Regions from separate parts of the Zea mays genome. Here region 1 is linked to region 2. A link is a contact called in public Hi-C data. All regions are on one chromosome and are shown on one strand. Each heading gives the region's core, a stretch centred on a gene start, on an enhancer-like site or on the middle of the called end of the contact. The rest is flanking DNA. Distances are from core to core; before and after follow the strand shown.

The links. Hi-C and Micro-C count contacts between places; a contact is called where the count stands out from the background.
Region 1: a contact with region 2 is called in a Hi-C map of leaf, with 7 times the contacts expected there. The contact joins the promoter of LOC103637982 here to the promoter of LOC103637974 in region 2. A contact is called at or near these places in 13 of 25 Hi-C or Micro-C datasets (bundle sheath, ear, endosperm and 4 more) and 1 of 3 datasets of contacts at active chromatin or transcription factors (leaf).

Annotation. Positions count from the first base shown.
Region 1 is chr9:14,964,749-14,970,006 of Zm-B73-REFERENCE-NAM-5.0, forward strand. LOC103637982 (CHD3-type chromatin-remodeling factor PICKLE) reads left to right here and starts at 2,411. Exons shown (of 31, transcript XM_008660980.3): 1 at 2,411-3,104; 2 at 4,056-4,190; 3 at 4,266-4,414; 4 at 4,489-4,662. The coding sequence starts at 2,946.
Region 2 is chr9:14,783,125-14,788,472 of Zm-B73-REFERENCE-NAM-5.0, forward strand. It overlaps LOC103637974 (replication termination factor 2), which reads left to right and starts at 1,453. Exons shown (of 1, transcript XM_008660971.3): 1 at 1,453-3,071. The coding sequence starts at 1,641. The coding sequence ends at 2,684. LOC103637976 (transcription factor LRL3) reads left to right here. Exons shown (of 7, transcript XM_008660972.3): 5 at 1-64; 6 at 168-242; 7 at 370-820. The coding sequence ends at 708.

The DNA.
Region 1 (5,258 bases), core at 1,161-3,660, 180 kb after region 2:
AATGTAATTAAATATCATATTTAAATATCCAAGTTTGTATAATGATAACATATGAATGATATGTTTCATATGTTTCATCTTTCGTCATCTTTTAACCGTATTCATGAAGGTACGCCCTTCATGACCTTCGTCCGAAGATCGTTATATCCTAAGGGAAATAATGCTTCGAAGGACGAAGGACTTTAACATTTAACATCTTGTGTTGCCTTGTTCTTAATTCATAGTATTTGAGAACAAGTCCCCAACGCCCATTGTAACAATATTTGATATAAAGTAGAAGGTACATATTGATTAGCATGAATCCAATCTCTGCCTAAGATTAGACTATAATTTCCTTCTACATCAGTGACGAAGAATACAACAGCAAGGGTCTTAGTCCCGATGGTTAACTCAACATATGTGACTCCCTTGGCTTTGATCGAACTATCGATCTCAACACCGTTGAGCATCATATTGGTCCTGACTAGTTTATCATCTTGCCTTCCTAACTTTCTAGGTGTTCCAGCGTGGCTCTGTAGTCGACCAAATCCTCTCCGAGCAGGTCATCCTCCTCCATAGGTGTTGGCGCATCATCCGAGGTGTTCTAGTGCAGAGCGGACGGTCCGAACTCGAGGGTTGAATGGTCCACGACATCGGTCTGGTTTATAACTGGACTGTCCACCGTACCTGCAAAGAGTTGTGCAATTGCTGTCTTGTTTTTTGTTTTTGTAGCCGTTTGATTTGCTTCGACGTCCTTTGGCCTCCACCATTTTTGCGGTGGTGGGTACTATGGATGTGTGTCGTTAAATATTTTTTCTGCTTCTTTTCCTTGCTCTCAAGAGCTGCAATTTTTGCTTTTTAGACCGTGATAGTCCCGATGGGCACATCGAGGCATGGAGTATCTTGGTTCGGCTGTTTTGTTGGCAGACGTGTCTTCCTCATTGCTTGTATTGGCCGATTTACCAAAAATCATAGGCCCTTCATTATTTCCCTATACGATGATATCTACTGTGCCTATTTTGATGATGTCCCCTTTTGTCGTTCTCTTGACAGCTATAGATATATGCTTCCCTACCGGATTGGTTGGCCTTTGCGGCCGAGCAGTTCGACAATTTTTTTGGAGTTGTGCCTGGTGACTGGATTGAGGGGCACTCAATCGGTCTTGTACCGAAGGTGACAACCTGTCAAACTCTATCGGCATCATGTAAAGGGGTTGTGACTGGTCATGACAACCTGTAGCCGATGAATCACACGTATTTTCCCCTGATTCAACCTCGTGCGAGGGAAAGTTTGCGACGGTAGATTTATCGAACGCACGCACTAACCTTTTATAATCATATAGCATACCCCTATAATCTGTTGCATTTGGTCTCGCTGCTCATCAATGTAAGCTCTAAGAGATTGGATTTTGTTCGTTTCGCTTACCTTGGGGGTAGCCGCAGTAGGTCGGAGCGAAGCCAGATCAGTCACCCGTTGTTGAACGACCTTGTTGTTTCTGTCCACTTTGAAGTTGGCTAGAAACTTTGCTTTTGCTTCCTTGATCAGCTTCTCTTGGTGCTCCTCGAACTCCAGTTGTTCTTCAATCATCAAGGTTTCCCAAGTCGGCTCGATGATATTGCTGGGGGAGACGTCAGAGCTATCTTTTGAACCGAACATTGAGGGCCAATCTGATAGGTCTTCACGCGAATTTCCAGCGAAGTCACCAAAAATTGTGCTGGCACCGATACGGGCGCGAATCACTGCGATGAGTACCGATGGCATGCTCTCCGCGGGAAGCGCGGATGGTCCATGACCTGGCGCAGAGGCTAGGAGTTCTGTTTGACGATCCGAACGATCATCACGTTCGCAGGGGCGACGAAGTTCACCGACGATGCCTGGATCTCGCTCCCGAGAGGGACCTCATCGCGGAGGAGAGATCGTATGGTTTGTCTTGGGATCGGTAGGCCAACCAAGACATCTCTAAACGATGTAGAACCGGAGAGAGATGAAGATTAAAGAGAGGAATCTAAGTTACTGTCTACTTCTAGGGCAAAAGATAAAGAATATAAGATAATTTGATTGTTGATTCGATTGTTGGTTCTTTAATCGGTCGTATCCCTTCAAATATATAAGGGGAGAGGTCTGGACCTGTTACCAGGCATTCTCCAATAGCTCCCACGAGATTTGGAGGGGTAAACACACGTGGAGATAAAAATTTTAACTGCCTGATTTGATCTATTCGTGGACCGTCCGTGTGGACCATTCACGACGTCGAGCCGTGACCAGTGCCAAACTATCCAAATCTCGGAAAACATTTTAATGGATCCCGTAAACAAGGTGCTAATTTGGCAATATATTAAATATAGGCTAGCAATTCACGTAAATGATGTCATATCACATCTAGCATAGCATATTCCACGCTTATAACCACTTGGATTGGATATCAGGAGATATCATATTTCACAAGATGCGTTATTTTTTCCGAACAAATCCACCGTCCATACATGCCTTATTGCCTTTTGCACATTCAAGACCGCTCTAGTCCCTGCTCTACAGCTCTAGTCGATTACAGAAATTTGGACAAAGCAGAAGGTTCAGGTCGTAAGATCGCCTAGTCCCTGCTCTTCCTGGTCAGTGGCCGTTACCACTGCCCCCTCTCCTCTCCTCTCGCTCGTGCAGAGGAGGAGACAGACTCCCCCCGTCGCCGCCCTCGCGCCTCCTCCGCCCGCAGCTCAAGCCGAGCGTCACCCCGTCGGCTACCTTCCATTCTCGCCGCACTTCTCCCACTGGGCACCTCGCGCCCTCGTGACGGTATAAATAGCCCCTAGTCACTCCTCGGCGCTCCTCAAACCCACCAAACCCTAGCCCACTTAGCGGCGGCGGCGCTAGAGGTGGAACGAGACCTTGGCGGAGGTAGCGAGGGTAGCGCTGCTCGCTCGCTCGTTGGGTTTCCATCCCCTACTGCCTAGAGCGAGCTCTACGCGACGATGAGCAGCCTTGTCGAGCGGCTGCGCGTGCGGTCGGAGAGGCGGCCGCGGTACGCGCTCGACGAGTCCGACGACGACCTCCCGCTGCGCGTTGGGGCCGGAAAGGGGAAGGATCAACAGAACGACGCGCCCGCCGAGCGGATCGAGCGCGAGGACGCGGTATGGCTGATCGGGGTCTCGCTTCTCTTTGCTTGTTGTTGCGATTTTTACTGAGGCTGGGTAGCTATTGTTTTTATGGGGGGATTGAGCCTATTATTGCTAGGATTTCTGCTCTGCATCGGGAGTTATGTTGCTAGATGGCTAAAACTGTTGCAAAACAGGATGAAACAGTTGTGTAATTCCGTGTGGAGCAGGGGAATGCAGGTGCCTGACTGGTGTTGGGATGTTTCTAGGAATATATGGTTAGACGACATGGTTGCTTGATGCTTTTAGGGAGCTGAATTGTGAATCTGGGTTCTCCCCCTCTGTTTTCTTGGGTCTGATTTCAGGTATGAGATGCTAAGTCTAGGTACTTACTACTTAGTATGACGAGACTGGGTTAACATCGAAAAATGTTAACTTTATTGAAATTTGTGCATTCTGAACTGAGGACCTAAGGGTCTGTGGTTTTGAGGTTGACACATTTGGTTGGTATCATGCTACCTAAATTTGAATTCAAATGGAAGAATCAGATGTGACACCCATGTTTGTTAACTGGCTTGACGTAGCTGTGTAAATACTACGCTACCCATGTTGTGCAGGTGAGTTAGTAGTTTTCTCTATATATATGATAGGTGGTCCGCTCAAGCTTGACCTAGGACTCTTGATGAAATTATCATAAGAGAGGACATTCAAATATTTGAAATTTTATTTGTTACCAGTTTACCACTTCACTGTCGGCTCTCCAGAACAGTAAGATAGTGATCTTATCCTTATCATTTTGAATTCTGGGATATCTTGCTAAAAAACTGAACCTTGTCTTCTCTATATACCGGAGCTCTAAACGTCTATGATGCACCATCCTGAATTTCAATCTCCTCTAGTTCATGTGATTTTGTTTTTTTAATCTTGTTTTTTCTATCTGCATAATCCTGTAGCTTTAGTTGGTTCATTCTTATTTTATATGTGCAGAAAGAAGAAGCTTGCCAGCGCTGTGGAAAAAGTGATAATCTAGTCTCTTGTTCAACATGTACATACAAATTTCACAGAAAATGCTTGGTTCCTTGCTTAAACATCACATCTGATAAATGGAGCTGCCCAGAATGTGTATGTCTTTGCTTCATCATGCACCTCCTTTCAGTTTATGTTTGATACTGTTGGTATAACAATTCACCTTTTCAGGTAAGTCCATTAACAGAGATGGAGAGGATTCTAGATATTGAAGTGCTGGAAGCACCTCGTGAAGATTCTAGTTCCACAGAGCCTCGATCAAAGAAGATGGAGCGATATCTTATCAAGTGGAAAGGATTATCATACATTCACTGCTCTTGGTAGTTACTTGCTCACTACATGATTATATTTCTCTGTACTCTACTATTAATTATTATCTCTCGTAAAAAACTAGGGTTTCAGAAAAAGAATATTCAGAAGCCGCGAATATACACCCTCGTCTGAGGACTAGGTTGAATAACTTCAGAAGGCAAAAGGAAGCCATGAAAATAGAAGCAGAAAGATCTGGTGAGGACATCGTTGCAATTAGACCGGAGTGGACAACTGTTGACAGGATCCTTGCTAGCAGGTATACAGGGTAATTTAACAATAGACAAATTACGTGCATGGTGCTTCGCTACTTTTACCTTGTATAATGGATGGTGATGTTGACAGTAATATGATTTTCTGTTAGATATGTAGTGACTTGTATCACTATTGTGTTTTTATAATCTGGTGCTCCAGCTTTTCGTGTAGTGAATTATTGAATTAGTATATGCACGTAGTTTTGTGTCAGGTAACTTGTCATGCATATCGCTATTGTCAATGCATGCTCCATTTATGAGGCTCTTATTTCTTACTGGTTCTGTGAATCAGTCAGTCATATGCTATGCAGCACGGATATGGCAATTTCTAAAAAATTCAATATGCGGATACAATTACAATTTAAAAATTTAAAGTTATAACACACACTAAAACTGATATAACAATAAAGCATTGCAATCTACCTAACTACATAAGTTCTATTATTACCGAACAGCAGGTCTCAAGTCTCAACTCTCAAATTCTCATATAGAGTAGTCTCAAATTTAGGAAAGTAATAAAAGGCGTTCGAGCTCTCATCTAGTTCCTATTCCCTCATTTGTTTAATTCTCATCCACAACATCAAGCCGCATATCACCCAAA
Region 2 (5,348 bases), core at 203-2,702:
GGACAAGGCGTCGATGCTGGACGAGATCATCGACTACGTCAGGTTCTTGCAGCTCCAAGTCAAGGTGATGCTATTTAGTTGGCAGTTCATGTCTTTGATTCAGTGCGATCGAGTGCCAGTGCAGTACGTGCTGACGTTAGTTGTGCTGTGCATTGCATTGCGCACAGGTTCTCAGCATGAGCCGGCTGGGCGGAGCCGCCGGCGGGATGGCGCCTCTGGTTGCGAGCATGGCTTCATCAGAGGTACGTATGTACGGCGGTAACCAACCAGAGCATTTGGCACTCGCTCGGCCACTCGCCACCACCAACATAACAAATGTCGTGGCAAGAGCATCGTCGTCATCCATGCATTGATCACGCGCACGTGCAGGGAAAGAGCAATGGAAGCGGCGGCGGCGGCAACACTAACGCTACCACCAAGAGCGGCAACGGCGGCGGGCTGCGGGTGGCGGAGCACCAGGTGGCGAAGATGATGGAGGAGGACATGGGCACGGCCATGCAGTACCTGCAGGGCAAGGGCCTGTGCCTGATGCCCATCTCCCTGGCGTCCGCCATCTCCTCGGCCACCTCATCCGCGTCGCTCCTCTCCCGCCCGCCCCCCGCCGCCGCCGCCGGCGGCGGCGGCGGCCAGATGCACGGTGCCAACGGCGGCGCTGCCGCCGCGGCGACGACCATATCATCGCCCGCGTCGGCTAACAGCTCCGGATGAGGGGGACTGGGGGGAGAGCATGAGCGACAGCTGTATCAAAAGCAAAAGGGTGTATCTAAAAAAAATTATTGAGTCCTTTTTGAGGCTTTGACCTTCACTTGGTGCACCGTACCATGATGCGCAGCGCAGTGACGACTGGCATCACCAGATCATTGACCATGTGGCTGCGGACATGGTATCTTAGTTCATCTTAAGACGAACGTACACACAGCGTTAATGATGGAACGATGTGCAGTGCACGCCAGTAGGCTGGTCAGGTCGTGCGTGGTGATGACCGGAGAAACCCAAACAAGGCGTGATCGAGGAATATATAAGGGCGTGCGGCGATCATGTTTATTGGTTATACACGACCCGCAGCTCATGCAAGCGAGGTGCACGCACGTTTGTCAAGTATAGATATAGATGGATATCCAGCTCACCAGCTGTTTTGTTTGGTTACACAGCTCGGTTGTCGGCTTCAGTCGCTGGACGGTCACCTGCAACAGAACAGCAATCGCATCTCCGCGATCGTGTTGTGTGCTCTCTAGCGGCCGAAACCGTGTGGAGTTACTGAAGTACACGAAGAAAGAACTAGAAAATGCTCAAAATCTCGCCCGCCAGACTCACTCCCAGGAGCTGGCAGGCCTCGCCTTCTCAAGTTCTCAGAGCTCACCAGATTCAAGTCACGTGCGCCAACCTCGCTTTCCGCGGATGACCCGGCCCGGCTCGGCCCACTAGGCACCACAACAAGATCGGTTCACCGCTCGCGATTCACGATTCCTCCGCGTCCAACTTTTCCACGGCCGCTCGCACCATCGTCCGCCCATCTCGATTTGGCTCGGGCTCTCCTCCCCCCCAATCCCCAATTCCCCATTGTCTTCGTCCGTCCAGCACCAGCTTTCCTCCGCACCCCGATCCGGACAGCCTCGCCGGAACCCTAACCCTAGCGCGCCATGGCGGGATACGCCCAGCCCGCATCCAGGGCCGTCGTGCTCCGCCTGGACGACCTGGCGCTGCCCCCGCGGCACCTCACCGTCCCCCCCCACCTCCCCGTCTCCGACCTCCTCCGCTCCATCCCGCTCCCCTCGCCCTCCTGCTACTACCTCACCGCCGACGGGCGCCCGCTGCCGGCCTCCTCCCCGGTGGCGGCGCTCCCGCCGTCGGCCTCCGTCCAGCTCCGCCTCCGCGCGCTCCGGGGCGGCGGCGGCGACGGCGGCGCCACGGGCGCCGAGTCCCGCGACTGCTACCTCTCCATGTACCTCGCCAAGAAGCCCGACAAGGCGGACCCCAACGAGGCGCGCCTCTCGCGCTTCACCTGCTGCGCGCTCTCCGGGGAGCCCCTCGCCGCGCCCGCCGTCGCCGACCGCCTCGGGAACCTCTACAACAAGGAGCCGCTCGTTGAGGCGCTGCTCCACAAGCGCCTGCCCAGGGCGCTGTCCCACATCCGGGGCCTGCGCGACATGGTCCCCATCCACCTGCACCCCAGGCCGGGCGCCGACGCCGCCGGGGACGAGGTCCGGTTCCAGTGCCCCGTCACCGGCCTCGAGTTCAACGGCAAGTACCAGTTCCTCGCGCTCCGTGGGTGCGGCCACGTGCTCAGCGTCAAGGCGCTCAAGGAGGTCAAGACGTCCGCGTGCTTGGTCTGCCACGAGGAGTTCGGCGAGGCCGACAAGATGCCCATCAACGGGACTGAGGAGGAGGTGGCCGAGCTCAGGAAGAGGATGGAGGAGGAGAGGGGGAAGGCGAAGGAGAGGAAGGACAAGAAGGTTCTCAGTGGGAATAAGCATGCTGCTACTGTCGTGGCGCCGGTGGTGGCGGCGGCCGGAGCTGAGAATGGGAAGAAGGGCGAGGCTGCTTCAGCAAAGCGCTTCAAGGCTGCGGACCATGCGCCAGCCCATGCCAATAAGGAAGTGTATGCGTCCATATTCACATCGTCCAGGAAGTCGGATTTCAAGGAGACATACTCGTGCCGCTCGCTTCCGCTGGGAAGAAATTGATCTCATGCCAAGAGCGATTGCATTGCATGGAGGTGGTGATCCTATTGTGCTGATTTGCCTCGCTCGTGTCACCAACTTCAATGTTGGTTCCTTTATCTGGTGGTGTTATTTATGTTTGATTGGTGACCCTGAGCGTATTTTGGCTGTTAGAGCAGCGTTAAATTCAACGTAGCAACGATGGGTGGAATCTGCGATAGTTTGGTCTTGTGTAGAGTTTGAATTAAAAGTTGTTACTTGGCTGATTGTTCCAAAAAATAATTGACAAACGCCATGGTCTTCATTGTTGTTGTTGCCACAGTACAGTTAATCCAAGTCCATGGAATTCAACGGTGAGGATGTATGGACAGTTGCGGTTTTGTGGATGTCAACATTGCCAGTTTTTCATTATTTTCCTATGTAGTATCTCAGTTCTCGAATATTTGTTGCCAACTAGTTTATTTAGTTTGTTTTTAGCTAAATTGCGACAAATAAACCACTTTAATCTTGAAACCCTTTTGATGTGGACTAGTTAGGTGCTCGTGCATTATAACGACATACAAAATATTTGACAAAACGTTAGTGCTCTTATGCTTGTTTGTCTTTGTATACAATGGTATATTTGGAGAAGCATGAAAAAAAGTGAATGTGTGTGAGATAGGAACGGATGTAAGTGCACCTTACAAAAAGCATACAACGTGTACAACAACCATGATGCAAATAATAGCTAGCAAGTTTACACAAGAATAGAATATAATAGAACTGAACATTGACGATATAGATGTTCAAACGGGCGGCACGACCCTGGCACGGTTGAGTCCGGCATGGTTAAGTCTGATTACTTAAATGTATCGTGTTGTGCCACCCGACGGGCCTGAACCCCTACACGAGCACAACACGGGAATGGCCCGACCTTGTCGGGCCGAGCCGACAAGTACGACCCATTTACATGCTCGTGCCAGCATGAGCACGCCAACACAAAAAACATGAGCATCTTAAACTTTACTCAGATCACACAGTTCACATATCACAAATTCACTTAAATTAGCATAGATCACAAAATAACTAAAATTGTTACACAGATCACAATCACTTACAACAAATTCGACATAACACATATGACATATCACAATTCACCATTAGTACATAGATCACAAATAGCACACAAACCCTGCATAAAAGCATTAGAGCTGTTCGTGGCAATGGTTGCCTCGTCAAAAAACTTTCTAGGTAAAAACTCACACCTCATGAGAAAACACTAGAAAGGAAAAAATAGTAAAACCTAGCTTTGATATAATTAGTTCAATGCCTTATAAAGATGTTCTTGTTTAGTTACAACACTAGATCACTAGAGCACGATAGGAAGAAGAAATACAAGATTACAAAGCCTAGGGCCTAGGCCCTAAGGGTCATCAAAATAAAGTCCTTCATATGCATCTTCAAGTTCTTGGTCCTGTGTGCAGTGCTGCCCTCTAGCTTCACCAAGTTTCCAATCTTTCATGCACAGTAACATCTCAACCATTTCTAGTGCTAGGCGTCGTCGTCGTTCCTCGATTATCCTGCCGTAGAGGCTAAATGCAGATTATGAGGAATGTGACTTGTAGTCCTTCCACTTTTGTCGTTTGAGGATTTGTTGAAAGCTTTTGAGAATGAGGGTCATCTCCTCGTTATCAATCTTGAAAGGGTATGTTGGAAGCCCTTGGTTGGTGTTGTCTCCTCCTTTCTTTCTTCCATCGTCTTGAATGCAACGGGTTGTGGCTCAGGAGTGGAGGATATGCCTTGAGCCATGTTCTCGGTGTGCCTAGAGTCTTTGACCATAAGCTCAAAGCTCATAAATTTTCCAAACACTTCCTTAAGATACATTTCTTTGTAGCTAGGATTTTTATGAATTAATTGAACTTTAGTAGAATTACGAAATACAAGTGATCTTGGTATGAGTTTGACGGCTTCATGATCGGTCAACTTGGTGCTCCCGAGGTTCCGGACTTGGTTCACTATCATAATAAGCCGGTTGTACATGGCTTACGACTCTTCTCCTTTGTCGAGGGTGAACCGTACAACTCTCATTCGATCATCTCCCTTTTGGTGATCTTGGTGACCATGTCACCTTCGTGCACCGTCTTGAGGACATCCCCAATTTCCTTGACGCTCTTCAACCCTTGTATTTTGTTGTACTCCTCCCTACACAAGGAAGCGAGGAGTATTGTGGTAGTTTATGAGTTGAAGTGCTAGATTTGTGCGGCCTTGTCTGAATGTAGTCCTCGTCTCCAACCCATGGTATCTGCGCTCCAAACTCAACAAATGCTTTCATGAGGTGAGGTTAGGTGATGTCTCATTTTATCACTCCATGTTGAATAATCTTCACCATCAAATTGAGGGGTTTGCCTAATGGAACCAGAAGCAATTGAGTGCGTGTTGGGGACTTGTTCTCAAATGCTAAGAGTTAAGAACAAGGCAACATGAAAAAATGTTAAATGTTAGAGTCCTTCGTCCTTCGAGGCATTATCTCCCTTCGGATATAATGAATCCCGAACGAAGGTTATGAAGGACAAGCCTTCATAAGCACAATAAATGATGAAGAAGGATTCATACACAAGATATGAAAAGTGATATGAACACTTTAAACATTGTTATTAGCTTATTTTTATTTGCGTTACTGTATTAACAATAACAAATTACAAATGTACC